Linked DNA regions of Zea mays: regions 2 and 3 are each linked to region 1. The links are chromatin contacts, called in public Hi-C maps. All regions are on one chromosome and are shown on one strand. Each heading gives the region's core, a stretch centred on a gene start, on an enhancer-like site or on the middle of the called end of the contact. The rest is flanking DNA. Distances are from core to core; before and after follow the strand shown. Region 1 holds the start of LOC100281053. Region 2 has its middle 40 kb from the start of LOC103636157. Region 3 has its middle 78 kb from the start of LOC103636157.

What was found. Hi-C and Micro-C count contacts between places; a contact is called where the count stands out from the background.
Region 2: a Hi-C map of seedling shows a contact between it and region 1, with 4 times the contacts expected there. The contact joins the enhancer-like site here to the promoter of LOC100281053 in region 1. A contact is called at or near these places in 6 of 25 Hi-C or Micro-C datasets (ear, leaf, root tip and 2 more).
Region 3: a Hi-C map of endosperm shows a contact between it and region 1, with 2.2 times the contacts expected there. The contact joins the enhancer-like site here to the promoter of LOC100281053 in region 1. A contact is called at or near these places in 3 of 25 Hi-C or Micro-C datasets (endosperm, leaf and tassel).

What each region holds. Positions count from the first base shown.
Region 1 is chr8:153,510,642-153,513,341 of Zm-B73-REFERENCE-NAM-5.0, reverse strand. It overlaps LOC100281053, which reads left to right and starts at 1,416. Exons shown (of 1, transcript NM_001153972.2): 1 at 1,416-2,432. The coding sequence starts at 1,552. The coding sequence ends at 2,031.
Region 2 is chr8:153,587,661-153,590,360 of Zm-B73-REFERENCE-NAM-5.0, reverse strand. No RefSeq gene overlaps it. Among protein-coding and RNA genes, the nearest start is that of LOC103636157, 40 kb to the right of the region's middle. Within about 2 kb of position 1,435, at least 17 of the 20 cell types and tissues checked have an H3K27ac peak or open chromatin away from gene starts, as enhancers often do. A contact at or near this core is called in ear, leaf, seedling and 1 more, where this site is marked.
Region 3 is chr8:153,626,366-153,629,065 of Zm-B73-REFERENCE-NAM-5.0, reverse strand. No RefSeq gene overlaps it. Among protein-coding and RNA genes, the nearest start is that of LOC103636157, 78 kb to the right of the region's middle. Within about 2 kb of position 1,400, at least 17 of the 20 cell types and tissues checked have an H3K27ac peak or open chromatin away from gene starts, as enhancers often do. A contact at or near this core is called in endosperm, leaf and tassel, where this site is marked.

The sequences.
Region 1 (2,700 bases), core at 167-2,666:
ATACCAAAAAAATTATTTCTCCCAGAATAGTTTTTGTAAATGTTTATGTAATAGGAAAAACTATCATTATTTATATAATACTAAAAATAATCAATATTTATATGACATGATAAATACATGGAAAGTTCATTTAATGATAAACTAGTTATTCCTTTTTACATAAGATTTTGGTCAGCTAAAGTTGACATAATTTGAACTACTCCCTCAGGTATCAAAATACAAGTCCATTTAGGACAACGACACGGTCTCAAAAATATAGTTTTGGACAATATTTTCTTTTGTCAAATACAAATAAATTATTAATATATTTATACTTTTGCAAAAGTACTTTTAAAGATAAATCTATAGATATGGCTATTAGATTTTAAAACTAAATAACGAAACTGTTATTAGTAGTCAAAGTTTTATACGTTTGACTCAAATCTTGTCCAAAACGACTTGTTTTTTTGACGGGAGGGAGTAGAAGAAATTAAAGCTATAATACCAGTCTTTGCGGGATGTGTCCATCGTAAAAAAAAGGGCGTTGTTTGTTCTACGAATGACGAATATCCATAATTATTTGTCTATTTCCACAGCAAAAACGTTATTCTCTATTTAGGCCAGGCGGGGGAGTAAAACTAACTTAAATACATTTTAGGTATGGTGTATCGCAAGTGCCTGCATTTTTTTTTGTTCGCAAGGAAAGGCTTAGCATTTCTCTTCATGGATTTCTTAGAAAAAAAACAGTAAGATTTCAAATTATAAGTCACGGTGTTAAGTAAAACCTCTAGCATTAACTAAGCTTATTTATAGATATATATTGACACTACTACGATACCATACCAAGTAAGTGTAGTTTAAAGGCACATGGCAAGGTGGTTTGAACGAAAATAGTTTGTTATCGTAGATATTGGTTCTAACGTTCTATCGTCCTGGTACAAGTTAGAGAAGGTCGTCAAAAAAAGTTAGAGATGTTTAAAAACAAAACCAAAATAAGGACCGGTTTTGGTACAAGCAATTTACACGGCTGTAATATTTAAACAACAAAACTATAAACTAGACATAAAGCATGCCATAGAATTATGGTTTTTAAACAAAACCAAAATGACACGGGCAGCAGCTGCAAAAAGTACGGTGCCCGCTGTTCGCGTCCCCGCAGGCTCCTCCGCTCGCACAGGATCAGAACCGGCCGCCTGGCCCTCCCCCATCATGGGTCTCCAACCGCAACCGCACGTCCGCCTCCGCAGCAGCTGTCGTCACGGAGCCGGCGTCCCCAGAGCCGCGGCTGACGCCCCTCCACGCCAACGCCACCCGAGAGAGACTCGCGTGCAGGTCCGCGCGAACCGGTCGAAAGGCATCGCGGCGCTGCAGTGACGTCACCCGCCCACCTCACCGCCCCTGTATATATGTATCCCCCGCGTCCAGCGCCCCAACCCAACCATCACCCGCCCACACGGAGCACGCTCCACGCCCCGCGCGGAAAAGACGGAGAGAGAACAAAAAAGTTAGGGGGGGGAAGAGGAGACTCGGCGGCCCGAACGACAAGCGCTGACGCACGTACGTCGGCAAGTAATGTACCAGGCCATCCCCTACAGCAGCGCCCGGCCGTGGCTGATGCCGGCGGGCGAGGCGGCCGCCGTCGTCGCCGTGAAGCCGGAGCCTGAGCCGGCGGCGGCGGCGACCGTCGCGGAGGAGCGCGCCCGGGCCGACGCCGCGGGCGGGACGGACGACGACGGCGACGGCGGCAGGGCGGAGGTCGGGAGGGCCGTGGCGGAGAGCCCGGTGCTGGTGGTGGGGCGGCGCGGGTGCTGCCTGAGCCACGTGGTGAAGCGGCTGCTGCAGGGGCTCGGGGTGAACCCGGCCGTGCACGAGGTCGCGGACGAGGCCGCGCTCGCCGGGGTCGTCCCGGCCGGCGCGGAGGCCGCCGCCGCCGCGCTGCCCGCGGTGTTCGTGGGCGGGAAGCTCCTCGGCGGGCTCGACCGGCTCATGGCCGTCCACATCTCCGGCGAGCTCGTGCCCATCCTCAAGAAGGCCGGTGCCCTCTGGCTCTAATTTTAAATCTGTCAGGCAGGCGTATCTCTTCCTTCTTCGTTTTCCCTTTTCTCCCCCTTCCGGAAAACGATTGGCGTCGTGGTTTGGCCGTTGGACCGAGTTAAGATTACATCACGCCGCCACCGCCGCTGATGGATGCGTTGGAATAGGGCTTTGATCTCTCTCTCTCTGTTTTTTTTTTCATTTGCTTTATTAGGGGAAACAGAAGAAGAAGAAAAAAAAGGAATGATGAGAATTCTAATCACATAATTTAGTCTAGCTTTATCTGGTGGGTAGCGTGTGGTGATGACTGCTCGCTTCGCGTCGCGCTTCGTCCATCATGTACAGTCGTTTCCGTTTCAGATTCTAGTGAGGAATGAGCTGTCCAGTTTCCCATTCTCCCGTGGCCTGGACCATTTGCGTACATCACCTGATATGTATGTATACTACTGCTGCGTTCATTGCCGCCCGTATATATACGGCATTTGTCCTGTACTACTCGACTGGCTCGATCCACCGCCGGTTGCTGATGAGGTGGTATGGTACAGGTGTACTACGTCACTGGCTTTTGATGCGATCAGATGGCACGTCAAGGCTGCACCTACCTTTGCTCCTCGAGCTTTTTGCTCCCCCATTCTGATGAGTAAAATTCAAAGCCTGGTTACTTTACTGGTGCCAGAAATGGAAAAC
Region 2 (2,700 bases), core at 186-2,685, 77 kb before region 1:
GATGCCATCCTTTAGTGACAGCGAGCTCTAATTGGGTGGTACATGTACTATGGCGTAGTCAGCCTAGCTTGGTTTGTACACCTTAATTTAGGATGTTGCTAGTTATGCACCAACGGGTATTTCGGGTATGTAACCGGTGGACTCATGTGTACTCTACTATGCACAGTATGTGAACTTGTAATAAGTGGTAACTGGTGCTTTGTTACGAATGTTATGTGATCTGCGGTGTGTTATGTCATGTTTCTGTGCCTACAAATTGTTTGTGTACTTTGGTGCACACTTCATGTCTTCCTTATTTTCGGTTAGACCGAGAAATCTAGAATGTGTTATGTGATCTTGCTTTGTCGTTCAAACTTGTGTGTACTTTGGTGAACAGCCTTGTTGTCTTACTGTCATCCTTATTTTCGGTTAGATGGAGAAATGTGGAAAACTCATAGCAAAGTGGGACACGAGGGTAGCTAAGATTTACAATGAAATATGTGTAGAAGAGGTCAATGCAAGCAACATGCCACAACATTATTTGAATGCAGAAGGGTATGCCAACATGATAAGAATGTTTAAGGAAAGGACTGGACGCACGTACACGAGGGAATGTTATAGAGCGATCATTTGGGATGCCCAAGATAAAGTGGTGAATCCTTCTTAGTCTGCCTTCATTTTCGTTGAGGAAGCAATCGAAGATAATTATAGCATGCATGGTGTTGCATAACTTTATTCGGGACAGTGCAATATATGATCGCAACTTCGACCAGTTTGTACCCAACACTAGGCATGTTAATGATGTAGGTGTAGGTGAGAGTAGTAGCAGCCCGTCAGATGAGTTAGACATGAGTTCATTTAAAAATTTAATGTAAACGAGAATGTTGTAATGAAAAAAGCATGTGCTAATTTTCAATTAGGTGCTGATTAGTAAGCATGTTTGCCTTTTTTTAAAAAAAAAATCAGCCTGAATCTAAGATTTCAGAATCTGGCTATCCAAACACTCAGATTCTAATCACCAGCTTCTCTCCACAGCAGCCGAGCCAAACACCCAGATTCTTACCAGCCAGCTTTTTAGAAAAGCTCGTTAGAAAAAAAAATCGAACCAAACAGGCACTATAGGCCGATTTGGTTTTTAGAGCAACTTCAAGAGTTTCTTTAAAATTCTTCCCCAAAGTTGCATATTGGGGGTTGTGCTAAAAAATTCTTTCCCCAAAATCACATCATCATGCAGCAGATTACCAATAATAAACTCCCCAATAATTCAAAAATGACCACGTTGGCACATGGTCTTGTGTTGGGCCGGTTTCCCCTCGCAATTTGTTCTGCATCGGCATGAGCGAGTGCATATGAGTAATCCAAACATTCCAATTAAATGGCCCACCCTAGAGCCGTAGAGAGCTACTACAGCACCTGTCAATCATTGCTCAAGATGCTCGTGGGCCTGGCGCAACAACATGATGATCGTGGGCGGCGCGTGACCAATCCTTGCTCAGATGGTCGTGGGTCTGACGCAGCTACATGCCTGTATATCTCCCAGCTCCTTCCCGGTCTTGATCTGGAATTCTGGATGGAGTCCTACAGCGAAGGCTAGAGCACCTGCGTGAGCGACGCCTTGGCTATACATGTCCAACTAGTCGTACCGGACCAGACCGGTCCGAGCACGCAATGGCCCGACCCGATTATGGCGTGCCCAGACACGACACGGTTAGACCATCGTGCCAGGCCGGGCTGGCCCGTAAGTTGTTAGGATTGTCCAGACCTGGCATGCCAGTTGTTAGATGGGTCAGGCCGGGCTTGAAGCACGGTAGGTCCATCAATATCGGGTACGTGCCAGAAATTTCTCATTTATACATAGAACACAGAAATGTACCATACAAATACACAGAAATGTACCATATAAATACACAGAAACTTTACATTGGAATACACAAAAATACATCTTAAATACATATAGAAATCTCAAAACATCACAGAACTCAGAACATCACAGAACATAAGACAAATAGGTAATATAAAATTTAATCGGAGCCTTAGTGCAATGTTGCCTCATTAAAAACCTTCATAAGTAAAAACTCACACCTCGTGAGAAAACCCTAGGAAGGAAAAGAGTACAGCCAGCTCCTTATAAAATTTATAGTCCAGTTCATAGTCCATGTTCATGTTTATTACAAAACAGCATACATTGATATAAAACCAAAATAAGTTCAAGCTTTTTCCTTCCTTCTTCCCTCTTGCTCATCTTTGCTTCCTTCTTGATTCTTTCTCTTGCTCCCAGGTGATAATTGTTGCTCATCATCGAGATACATAGCTTCAAAAGTTGCCTCAAGGTCCTTGGTTTCTTTCTCCACAGTATGTTGCTTGTGTTGGTCAGCCAGTTCCGAGTCCTTGATGCATGAGAGCACCTCCACCATGTCCGTTGTCAGCCATCGTCACCGCTCCTCGAACACCCTGCTAGCTAGACTGAAAGTTGATTCTGAAGATATAGTAGAGATATGGACAGTCATAATATCTCTAGCAAGTATAGAAAGAATTGGATAAGTCTGATTATGGCGTTGCCACCAGCTAAGTATGTTAAAATCTGGACCAAACTTAGTTTCAGTATCACTATCTAGGTAAGAAGTGAGCTCAGATATAGAAGATGAACTACCAGGTGTACCTGCACCAGGTATATTACCAGTACAAACTCCACCGAATTTGGTTTCATAAATCTGAAACATC
Region 3 (2,700 bases), core at 151-2,650, 120 kb before region 1:
AGATGGTGTACCACATGGTGTTGAAGTGACGTTAAGCATGGCACTTGCAGCATTCCGGGCAGCGCGTGGTGTTGCAGCTAAGAATGAGGCGAAATTGTTTTTGGACTGGCATTTAGCAAATCTGGTGTATGCTATTGCTGCCTCCCTTACTGATCTCTCCATGGCCTTACGGGATCTGTATGATCCATACGAAGAGACCACTGCTATATTCCTGGTGGCAGTTCTCATTTTGTTCGTGCATTTACTAATGGAATCCTGATAGTCTATGGGCAGAACGTACCTACCAAGGATACAATATGGAGGTGATGGGTTGAGGGTGCACGCTGATAAGATGGTGTTCCGTGGTGATATGGTCCTATATACAGTTCCTCTTGGTGTGCTTCTTCTTTGGATTACTAGACATTGGGATCCAGGCATTTTATCTGCATTGCTTGTCACTGTTGCTTGAGGACAAGCAACGTTTTGACAGGGCGGTAATGTAACATCCGACCTATGTTAGAGATCGCACAGGCTAATACTAGTGAGTACGTATTTGAATGTGTAATGGTTGTGGGCTGTACTGGGCCGTAGTGGGCTATACTCATAACATTAGTATAAGTATGTTGTAAGACTTGAGGAAGGGATATCGGAGAAATACTAGAAACCAAAACGAATCAACCTTCCGGTTGTTATCGTATTCCGGCGATCACCTGAGATTGCTCATCTACTCACATCGTTGACGCCGCGCCGGCAAAGGGCCGTGACATGGTCGTTAAAAGTTATGTATAGGTTCCGACTTCCGAGAGACAACAACGGCATGTCGAAAGTTAATAACTTTCGACGGGTTTTCTGTGGCTGTCGGAAGTTACGAGGCCGCCAGAAGTTATTAATTTTGGTGTTGTGTTTCGAAACCTCATAAATAGAACATGTCTAGGATCAGCTTTATTTAATAGTATATTTGAACATATGTGTGGCAGTGTGTGCAGCTTTAGTTCCTAGTGTCAAGATCAGCTTTGGGCAGCCCAAAGAATGACAGAAACATTTGAAGAAAATAATTGTCACGTGGAGCGGGCACTAAAAAATCAGAACATAACTCATGAGGCTGCAAGCAAACGATCGAGTTCCAATCAGAATCTATAGAGAAATTAAAGCGTCCCCACTACGTCAATATAATTCTCGATCTGAAGAAAATTTCCAATCAGACAAATAACGCACAGCTGCCGCATGGTGAAGATTGGCTCGCCCGGGTTGCCCAAGTCCCAGACCATCCCCGTCGCCATCCCCCACCGTTAACAAGAGGAAAAGATTCTCCTTTTCGTGGCCGCTTCTCTTCTTGTCCATGTGGTTCATACACCCAAAGAGACAGGCTACCAGTGCTCTTAGCTTTCCGTTGTTGCTTTGTGCGTAGTGTACTACTGCTGTGGGTGTGCTTCCCCGGCCGTCTCGTCGACACAAAAAGGCAGATCATATCGAGTCGCGTGCGAGACATGCATGAGGAGGTGAGCGTGGCCACGCCACCACAAGGAAACAGGAAGATTTTCGTCCGCATTTTTGTTGTGATTTCCGTTAGGTACAGTAACTGTCGCCGCCGCTTTCCTGCGCTTGCTTGCTTGCTTTCGCAGGGTAGTACCAGCTGCGTGCATACTCACGGTTCGCAACTGACGACCACACAGTCTAGTTTACATAAATAATAATAATAATAATAAATTAGCATGATTAGATTAATTATGTATTATATTGTTTACTTCTTTGATGTGGAAATGTTAAATATTTCCCTCTATAAATTTAGTCCAATTTTAAAACCTTTGGTGCATGGCAAACTCAGAAACCAATATTGTCTATCTTGTCTCCCATACCCCACTCCTCATTCCTCCCACTATAGTTGTACATTAGGGCCGTCTATAATAAGCTAACTCGAAGCATGAAAAAAACATGGCTCAGACACAACGTGATCCAAAATATTTTGTTGTCGGTCTGGGCCGAGGTCGTGCCCGACGGGTGGGCATGACTCAGTTAAGTCAGACACGAAACGACATATATAGATGCACGAAAAAACACATATATTGATTAAAACCACATTTCATTCCACACCCCCATGTGCATGGATAAAGAACATGATGCTAGTTAGATGTTTCCTTTGCAGTTTTGAATTAGAGAATGTTGTCGTCCGACTCACCGGCGAGAGACGGCAGGCAACACGAGAAGCCGGGAGGCTTCTAGAGCAGCTGGTGGGTTCCGGTCCCTCGGTCAACGGCCTAGGTTCTGACACACGACCTAGCTTTGAAGTTCACTAGGCGTGCCACGTGACCTATACCTGATCAGGAAGGTGTTGACGTGCTTCGAATTGGTTTCCTGCATAAACAAGCACGTGTAAACGTTAGTCCGAGCCGTGTTCGACTACCCGGGCTGTATCGGCTGTAAAGAGCCGATTGACACTCGCCATCAGATTGGATCTACGTATCAAAGACATGTAGAAACAATAGCATTTGAAACCCTGCTCCGCTCACATCAAGCCAATCCAATCTACTATGGTTAAAGCTTTAATTGCATCATCGGAACATCCTACGTGTAGCCAGGCCTAGCGAGCGTGACATAAAACAGAACGCGAGCAAGAGCAAAGGCCTAAAAACCAGCGAGAGCCAATTCCCGGAATAATCCATGTTCAGGCTAATGCATGGCATCTAGTACATTACCGGAACATCCAACCCGTGTGCAAGGCCT